Linked DNA regions of Sus scrofa: all the other regions are linked to region 1. The links are chromatin contacts, called in public Hi-C maps. All regions are on one chromosome and are shown on one strand. The core of a region is the stretch at or near the end of the contact, and the rest is flanking DNA. Distances in the headings are between cores, read along the strand shown.

Evidence for each region. Hi-C and Micro-C count contacts between places; a contact is called where the count stands out from the background.
Region 2: a contact with region 1 is called in a Hi-C map of epiblast stem cells, with 1.8 times the contacts expected there. The contact joins the promoter of RBPJL here to the promoter of PIGT in region 1. A contact is called at or near these places in 4 of 5 promoter capture datasets (fetal liver, fetal skeletal muscle, liver and 1 more), 6 of 47 Hi-C or Micro-C datasets (alveolar macrophages, embryonic fibroblasts, epiblast stem cells and 2 more) and 2 of 2 datasets of contacts at active chromatin or transcription factors (alveolar macrophages and skeletal muscle).
Region 3: a contact with region 1 is called in a Hi-C map of embryonic fibroblasts, with 3 times the contacts expected there. The contact joins the enhancer-like site here to the promoter of PIGT in region 1. A contact is called at or near these places in 4 of 5 promoter capture datasets (fetal liver, fetal skeletal muscle, liver and 1 more), 7 of 47 Hi-C or Micro-C datasets (alveolar macrophages, embryonic fibroblasts, epiblast stem cells and 2 more) and 2 of 2 datasets of contacts at active chromatin or transcription factors (alveolar macrophages and skeletal muscle).

Annotation. Positions count from the first base shown.
Region 1 is chr17:47,733,811-47,736,799 of Sscrofa11.1, forward strand. PIGT (GPI transamidase component PIG-T) reads left to right here and starts at 1,529. Exons shown (of 12, transcript XM_003360013.5): 1 at 1,529-1,756; 2 at 2,305-2,482. The coding sequence starts at 1,570.
Region 2 is chr17:47,629,856-47,632,844 of Sscrofa11.1, forward strand. RBPJL (recombining binding protein suppressor of hairless-like protein) reads left to right here and starts at 1,577. Exons shown (of 10, transcript XM_021077696.1): 1 at 1,577-1,812. The coding sequence starts at 1,577. It overlaps MATN4 (matrilin-4), which reads right to left and starts at 1,340. Exons shown (of 11, transcript XM_021077596.1): 1 at 312-1,340. The coding sequence starts at 690.
Region 3 is chr17:47,658,033-47,661,021 of Sscrofa11.1, forward strand. The region is part of intron 1 of SDC4 (syndecan 4); the gene reads right to left. Among named protein-coding and RNA genes, the nearest start is that of SDC4, 11 kb to the right of the region's middle. Within about 2 kb of position 1,534, at least 58 of the 83 cell types and tissues checked have an H3K27ac peak or open chromatin away from gene starts, as enhancers often do. A contact at or near this core is called in alveolar macrophages, embryonic fibroblasts, epiblast stem cells and 4 more, where this site is marked.

The DNA.
Region 1 (2,989 bases), core at 279-2,778:
GGGAACTTCCATTTGCTGCTGGTGCAGCTCTAAAAAGACAAACAAAACAAAACAAATGTTGATCAGGATGTGGAACTATGGGAACATTGTTGGTACAACTACGAAATGATGCATTTTGGAGAAAGATCTAGAAGTTTCTTATAAAATTAAACATATATCCTCTCTTTGTCCACTCCTAACTATGTACCCAAAGGAAATGATAAGCATATGTCTGCAAAGTAACTTACATAGCAGCCTACCTCATAAGAACAGAAAACTTGAAAGGGCTCAGGTGTACCCAGACAGGAGAGCAGGTAAATGACAGTATATTCAGAAAGTAATACTACACAGCAATGAAAAGAAACAAACCACTCATACATGCAAGAAGATGAACGACTCACCAAAACATTCTTCCCCTGAAGCAAGCCTTTTACAAAAAAGTATACATAACAAATGATGATTTCATTTATATGAAGCTCTAGAACAGATTAATCCATTTTGTGGAGAAGAGTCAGAACAGTGGTTGCCTCTGGAAGGTGGCGTGCCCAGGGATTGACTGGCAAGGAACATTAGCCAAATTTCAGGGGGTTTACAGACACATAACAGCAGTTACACATGTATATCTATTTGTTGGACTCAGTGAATGTGCACTCCAGAGTTGTGCATTCATGTTTGTAAGTTTTACATCAAAAGAAAAATGTAAGCAAGTATTGAACTCTAGTTAATGGTATGGATGCTGAACTATATAAGGGCAAGTGTCCTTATGTCTGAAATTTCTTTGAAATGCATCAAAACTTAAGATGAATTGAGGAAGTTATAGACTGTGATAAAGCAAGCATAGTAACATGTTAATTGTGGAATCTGGGTGATGAGTAAACAGGTGTTAAGCCTTTCAACTTTGTTGTATGTTTGAAATTTTTCATAATAAAAGGGTGAATTATTTCAGAGTTTTGTGCAAAAGTTCTGCACCAGAAGAGCTGGCTAGGCCCAGCAAATAGAGACAAGAAATTAAGGGAGGCAGGAGCCTGGCCGTACGACCTCGCAAAAGTAATCATTTTCATCAGTTTCTTTATTCTTTTCTTTCTTTCTTTCTTTTTTTTTTTGTCTTTTTAGGGCCGCACCAACGGCATATGGAGGTTCCCAGGCTAGGGGTACAATGGGAGCTGTAGCCACTGGCCTACAGCCACAGCAAGGCGGGATGCGAGCCGCGTCTGCGACCTACACCACAACTCACGGCAAGGTCAGTTCCTTAACCCACTGAGCGAGGCCAGGGATCGAACCCAGTCTGTTTCTTCAACTATAGCGGAGGGACAATGGCTGCAGCGACGCTCGATATTATTAAGCACTTTCTCGCGGGGAAGGGGGTCCTCAGTCCAGGCCCGAGCCACCTCACGTGCCCACCACCCATCGTGCCGGCTCAGCATCCTTTTACCCGCACCAGTCCTGAAGGGGCTCATCTAGGCCGTTTGCTCTGGTAGCCGGACCCCCGCTTTCAGGATGGCACCGGAAGTCACTTCTCCTACGCTCTTCCTATTGGAGGCCGGCCATCCAAGGGGGCGGGACTACTGGGAGGCGGAAGCAGCCGCAGGCATGGCGGCGGCGGTGCCGCTTTTTCTGTCGGTGCTGCTGCTCCTGGGGCCTGGCAGCTGGAGCCAGGCAGAATCCCCACGCGATAGCCTGCGGGAGGAGCTTGTCATCACCCCGCTGCCTTCTGGGGACGTAGCCGCCACATTCCAGTTCCGCACGCGCTGGGATTTGGATCTGCAGCGGGAAGAAGGTGAGGAGGCTGATGGGAGAAAGGTACTGTGACACCTGCTGGGAGTGGGGCGGAGGCTAGCCTAGGGGCGGGGACTGATTCCTGGATGAGATTCTGGCCCCTGGTCGTGGGGCCGGACAAACAGGGTCCTCGCGGAAGGATAGAATAGTTGTTGAACAATCCCATCGTACCGATGAAGAAATTGAGGCCTGGAGAGGGGGAGTGACTCCTCCTGAGTTCTAGTCCAGTGCTCTTTCCGCAGCTCCAGGCTGCCACTCTAAACCTTTAGTTAGAACCCTCTGTTGCAACACTGATGATGGTACAATTTGAGGTGACCATTTATCCTGGGTGCTCGGCGCAGTGCTAAGTTCTGTGAACGGTTATGAAAAAGAGATTGGAGGCATAGAGAGGTAAAGGCACCTTTCCAAGATGACATTGCTAGTAGGTGACTGAATCTGGTCTGGAGTTTAGATTCCTCTGAACCCAGAGCTGGGGTGTATTGTTTCTCTGGAGTGTCTGAGAACCCTCCCTCCAGGATCATCATCACTCACCTGCTCCCTTTTCTCCAGTGTCTCATTATAGGCTCTTCCCCAAAGCCCTGGGGCAGTTGATCTCCAAGTATTCTCTGCGGGAGCTGCACCTGTCATTAACCCAAGGCTTCTGGAGGACTCGATATTGGGGGACACCCTTCATTCAGGCCCCGTCAGGTGCAGAGCTCTGGGTCTGGTTCCAAGACACTGTCACTGAGTGAGTGCTCACCTTGAGGCCTGCGGCAGGCCTTGGTGGGAATGTGGCTGGGCAGGTGTTGTCATCCTACCACTGCCCTTGGCAGCAATTCCATGGGGGTAAATCTGGCGTTGGATGCAAGAAATATTCTGACTTGGGGGCATTCTTGCCTAGGCTGAATATACCTTTTTCCCCAGTACTTCCAGACCCAAGGTAGCATGTGCATATATCTATAGAGGCAATAGAAAGCTCTGGCAGATTCGGTACCCCCCCCCTCTTTTTTTGATCCTTTTTTTAGGGCCGCATCATGGCATATGGAAGTTCTCAGGCTAGGGGTCAAATCGGAGCTGCAGCTGCCCGCCGATGCCAGAGCCACAGCAATGCCAGATCTGAGTTGCATCTGTGACCTACACTGCAGCTCATGGCAACACTGGATCTTTAACCCACTGAGCGAGGCCAGGAATAGAACCTGCATCCTCATGGATACTAGTTATGTTCCTTACGGCTGAGCCACAATGGGAACTTCCT
Region 2 (2,989 bases), core at 327-2,826, 100 kb before region 1:
CTGTCGAGAGAGGAGAGGTCTGTGAAGGTCCTCAAGACTTGGCTGAAGAATAAATACCTCGAGGACTTTACTGGGGCTGGGAGCGGGAGGGGGTGCTGGCAGGGGTCCTTGGAGGGAGAAGATTAGGGGAAAAGCCCCCCTCCCCATTTTGGAGGCCCTGCAGGCGCGGGGCTCAATTTGAAAAGGACCCTACAGAGCTGGCGAAGGGCACTGCAGGTCAGACGGGGGCACGCGGTCACAAACCATCGCCAGGTCTGGCTTGATGCCTGCTCCCCGCAGACCCTTCAGGGCCCCCAGGCCCTTTGACTCACCTGAGCCTGCCGGACAGCTCCGAGGCGCGGCCGCAGAGCGGAGCCGACGGGCGGAGCCTCCGGGGCAGTTGGACCAGGTAACGGCGCGGGCGGCTTGCCGGAGGTGGGGACCGCCAGGCAGCTGGAGCGAGCGGAGGCGGCGGCCGCATTTAACCCGGGGGCTGGCGGGTGGGGAGAAGGAGCGCGGCCCGCGACCCCTCCCACTGGCAGGGAGCGATCCCCCTTCCTCCGGGGGCTGGGGCGGGGCCAGCGCGGCGCCCCCCGCTCCCGCTACCCCTGGAGCCGCAGAAGCGAACTGCGGGGCGGGAATTGGGCTACAGCGGGAGGCTGGGCGGCTGCGCTCTGCGCTGCCGGAATGCGTTGGAAGCCTCCGAGGCATTACCCTGGGGAGAGCCCCAAGGGGCGGAGCGGGGCCTGGCTCAGCCGGCTGCCTGGCCCCGCTTCCGAGGGCGCGGTCCCGCTCTAGCCTCCCCCACCCCCTTCGCCCCCACCAGGGGTGGGGGGAGGTCGGGGACTCTGGTCCTGCGAAGAGGGTAAAGAGTTCAGAAGGGCAGCTTCAGGGTTTGTGGCTCTGCCCAGGCCCTTCCTGGTGGTCCCTCAAATTCTGCCATCACGAACGCTGTTCCACGTTCTCGGCAATTACTTAGGTCTTAGGCCCACCCACCCTCACCCATCAAAACTCCCAGGTCGAGAAGCCACTAGACCTAGAGGCTCTGACTGGCCCATGGCCCACTCCACGGGGCCGATGGAGGCCCTGTAATCTGGGGAAAGGAAGCTAGGACAGCAATAGGCCCCCTCTTGGGAGAAAGGATTTAGGAGTGTTGCTTTAACCCAGAAAAGACTCCAATATTCCCCCAGGATCCCGGGGACACGGTTGGGGGCCCACCCACGTTTTCAGGCATCTGCGGGCAGCCAAGAAAGCACTCTGGTCCAGGGGTCCAGCAAAAGCTCTTCCCCACCCCCATCAAGACTGCGCTGGGGTGGGTCTCCTCAGGGTGCAGGCAAGCCATGCGCCCTCAGAAACTCTTTCTTCATCCCAAGCCCGGCACAAGCAGGGCCTTTGTGCCACCGGGGCCTCTCCCCAAAGCTCCAGGCGGCAGTGGGCGCCAAGCCAGACCTGCGGAGTGGCGCCTGGGTGGTCCCGGTGGGCTCCATGCAGGCTTCCCTGAGCACCACGCAACCCAAATATTTAGCCCACAGCTTGCGCCCAAGTCCCCTCCCTTGCCCAATGCTTATTCTCTTTGACCCCGAGGGGGTAGAACTAAAACGGTGCCTTCCTCCGATCCATTTCATTCAACCTTACCCCCTTCCGGCTCTCTGTCGCCTGGCGCCTCGATGTTCCCTGCTGCTGGCGCCTGCCCGCCCCCACTCCCAGGTCATCCCCAGAGCCCGCCGCCCTCCTGCGGGAAGGCGTGCGCTGGTGCCTGCAGCAGCAGTGCGAACAGACGGTGCGGATCCTGCACGCCAAGGTGGCCCAGAAGTCCTACGGAAATGAGAAGCGGTAGGTCCCTCAGTGGCCCCTCCAAAGTCCCTGCGACCCGACCTTCATCCCTATGGGCCCCTCCGTGTTTGGCGTCTTAGAACCTGGAGAGGACTCAGGGCTCAGCCGTTGGCCAATCAGGGGTCTTTTCCTTCAGCCGCCATTGGCTCTGATGTCGGTTCGTAGCAGAACCTCCCTGTGAATTTCCAATTCATTCACTCATTCACCCATTCACTCATTCTTTCTTTCCACAGCTATCTACTGAGTGCCCCTCATGTGCCAGGCTCTCTGGCACTGCTGAGCATCAGGCATACAGCTGAATGAGACAGATACAGTCCCTGCCCTCGTGACATCTTCACTCTAGTGTGAAAGAGACAGGCAAATAAAGTCTTCACAAATCAGTGAACGAGACGCTTCCAGATTGCGATGAAAGCTAAAAGGGAAGCAGAACAGAGGGATGCGATAGAAACTGAGGAGCAGGGGTACTTTAGCTGGCAAGGACAAGGTGGTAAGCCTTTTAAAGAGGTGACTTCTGAATTGAGACTTGAAGGGGAAAATGGAGCCAGACATGAGAAAATCTAGGGGAAATGGGAGTTTCCATCGTGGCACAGTGGTTAACGAATCCGACTAGGAACCATGAGGTTTGCGGGTTCCATCCCTGGCATTGCTCAGTGGGTTAAGGATCCGGCATTGCCCTGAACTGTGGTGTAGGCTGCAGATGTGGCTCAGATGCCACGTTGCTGTGGCTCTGGCGTAGGCCTGCGGCTACAGCTCTGATTCGACCCCTAGCCTGGGAACCTCCATGTGCCGAGGTAAATATAAATATAAGCTTAAAAAAAAGAAAGACAATCTAGGGGAAATGTATTCCACTTAGAAGGGACAGGAAATGCGATGATCTTCACACTTCACACTTGGCCTGTACAAGCTATAAAAGAAGTCAAAGTTGCTGGAATTAGAGACAGAGGGGGGACCTTTAGGAAATAAAATTGGAGAGGTAAGCAGGGGCCAGATCATGTGAGGGCTTTGAGTTTAAACCTGGTGGCCTAGCCATTGAGGACCCTGCATTGTCACTGCTGCAGCGTGGGTTCGATCCCTGGCTCAGGAACGTCGACATGCCAAAAGAAAAAAAGGAAAAGAAGAAAAAAAAAAATCACTGGAAGATTTTAAGAAGATGAGTAACATACTCTTTTTTTTTTTT
Region 3 (2,989 bases), core at 284-2,783, 76 kb before region 1:
ACAGCTGATTCACCCCCGGCAGGGAGAGGGCTGCTGGCTCTGGTCTTGCCCTGTCCAGGACACCTTTCCCAGCTGAGTCAGACTGGGCTGGGACAGGCAGGGCTGGCTCACCCACAGCCCAGGACAGCCTCGGGTCAGGGCGCTGCCCGGCCCTGGTGACTCAAAAGCACATAAGCACATGCTTGTGTTCAGTCTTCCAAACATCCCCCACAGAGCCATTGTGCGGCAGCATCGCACGCCGCCCCAGCCCTCATGGACCATCCACCCCAGCACCCTTATATGTTCCTCCGCTGCCACCAACTGGGGCCCCAGCTGCTGTCCCCAGATCCTGTTCACAGCAGGATCTTAGGTCCAGGCCACTGAGAAGCTTTCAAAAGGAAAGTATGAAAGATCCGGGGAGGCAAAGAACTTTCCCCAGATCCTCCAAACATCAGCCCCCATCCCTTAGAGTTCAGATGGGTGTGCCAAACTAACCTCTCTCAAGAGAGTGGAAATATTCGGGCTGCCCATGACCCTTCCTCTTGGCTTCTTCTTTTGTGTGTGTGTTTGTGTGTATGTGTCTCTTTAGGGCCACACCCGAGGCATATGGAAGTTCCCAGGCTAGGGGTTGAATCGGAGCTGCAGCCGCTGGCCTGCACCACAGCTCACAGTGACGCCGGATCTTTAACCCATTGAGCAAGGCCAGGGATCGAACCCACATCCTCATGGATACTAGTCAGGTTCTTAATCTGCTGAGCTACAATGGGAACTCCCCTCTTAGCTTCTGAGCTAAGGCTTCACCTGCCCACAAGACAGTAGCCCTGGGCAGAGTTCATTCTTTCACTAATGAATACAAACATGTGAGTGCCTACTCTCTCCCAGAAGTCAAGCAAGTTCAACACACACCCCTGCCCAAGATGTTCTCTCTCCAACTCCTTAATTGCAGGGGGTGGGGGAGGTCGGCTAATAACCAAAGAACAACAGCTGGAGCTGCCGGGGAAGCCCTGTCCTCTCATTTCACAGAATCAGAAGCAATCGGCACCCCAGATGCAGCAGTGACTTGCCCGAGGTCACACAGTGACCTACAGAGCTGAGTGGAAAGAGGCCGGGGCTCCGTGTCTGACTGTCCCCAAGCTGTCCTTCACCCAGCAGAGACTGCCAGTGACACGGGGTGGAGGGTGTGTGTGTGGTGGGGGGAGCCTGAGAAGGAACATCCGTTTCTAAGACAAGGTTACCAGCTGTGGGAGAGGCCCAGGCCCTCCTGGCCTCTCTCCACGGGGGCTTCCGGGGAGCGGTGGGCAGAACCCGACTCTGAGGGGGGTGAGGGGGGGCCCTTCCGCCCTGCCCCAGGCAGCTGGATTCCGGGAAGGAAGGCAGTAGGCCCGCACCAAGAATGCCTGGTACACAGGGGTGGAGGGGGGGGAGCCAGAAGGGGTTAAGCCCTGGTTAGGGATGACTTCACGACTCGGGAATCAGGAGCTGGGGAGCTGCTGGCGCTGGAATTCCAGCCCCCGCACAGCCCCGTGCCTGTGGCTTTAGTTTGGCAGCTCCGGAGGAAAGCTCCTCCGGGGGTTGCGCAAGCTGCCCGTACCCAGGGCGGGGTCCCTGGGCTCCTACCCCCACCTCCGGCTGCAAATTCCCCTGGGGCCCAGAATCCAAATTCCCCTGGGGCCCAGAATCGGAAACAGCAGGGCCTCGGCAGCTTACCAAACTAAGCACTTAGTGTGAGTAGGTCCTCCTCGGAGCACTTATTTGCAGAAGTGTTAACGGGGTTGGGGGGGTGCGGCGATAAAGGGGTGAGGAGAAGGGGGGGAGGGGTTGGGAATGGATGAGTGGGGTGGTAGGGTGGTATGCTTAGAAAACCAGTCTCTTGCCTAAGATCATCCAGGCAGAAAGTGGCCACCCTGGACCAGAACCCAGGCAGGGGTCACCTGAGCCATTAGCCTGGTACAGACACACACATGAACACACATGTACACACAGTGTCTACCTACCTGGGCTGGGGGGGAGCCCTGTTAAGTGGAGGTCAAAGCCAGCCCAGGTGGTCAAGAAGGTACTTTGGCCACTTGTTTATCTGGCCTGGAGCCCAGACTGGCCGTGGCAATCAGGGCTCAAAGTCCTCAAGACAGGGGGCCGGGGTCCCATCCCTGGGCCGTTTCAAGCTGAGACCCTTCCCTACGTCTTCCTCCCCAGGAGTCATGGCCTGTTTACCACTCTGGACTTTCTTCTAGTGGGTGAAAGTGCTAAGGAGTGTTTCAAAACAACCCTTGGGATTAGCCCGCCCACTGGTTGGTAGCTGTTACCTGTCTCACGCTAGGAAATGAAGCCTAACAGAGGCGGTGGGAAGAGATCTTACAGCCCCATCAGCCCCCAAGCTGAGGCTAAAACCCAGACTGATTCCCAGTTCAGGCCTCTTAGTGGTCACTGGGTTGTCCCGAACCCTTCATTTTTCTACCAGGTCTCTGGAGAAGATAAGCGACTTCTCTAAGGCCACACCAGGGGTCAGCCACCTGGCCGGGACTGACCAGAATTCGATCTGGTCTGATACCTAGCCTAGCTCTCAAAGGACAGGGGTCCCTAAAGGCCACATGAGAGGAGCCCAGGTACCCACCCACAGCCAGTCAAGACACTTGAGAGAAGCTCTACGAGGACATGACGGGGACACAGGAAATGTTATCTCTCCTTCTCCAGCTCCAGAAGTGGCCTCTTTGGCCTCTTGTCTGCCCAGGACCCTGACTGGGGGAAATTCTCAAGTAGGCAGGAGCCCTAAGTCTAGGCCAGCAAGACAGAACCATGCTCCCTGGGATTGCGGGCAAGTGTCTCTTTGTGTGAATCTGTGTGTGTGGGGGCGGGGGGGGGGGTAGCAACAGCCCTCCTTTCCCCACCCTCTTTTCAGATAAGGCCCATTCAGTCTGGGGTGGCTTTGAGGAACCAAGCTACCCAGCAGCCAGGCCCAGCCCTGACCAGAGGGGGACCCCAACCCTGCTCCCAGCTCACTCCATCCCTGCCC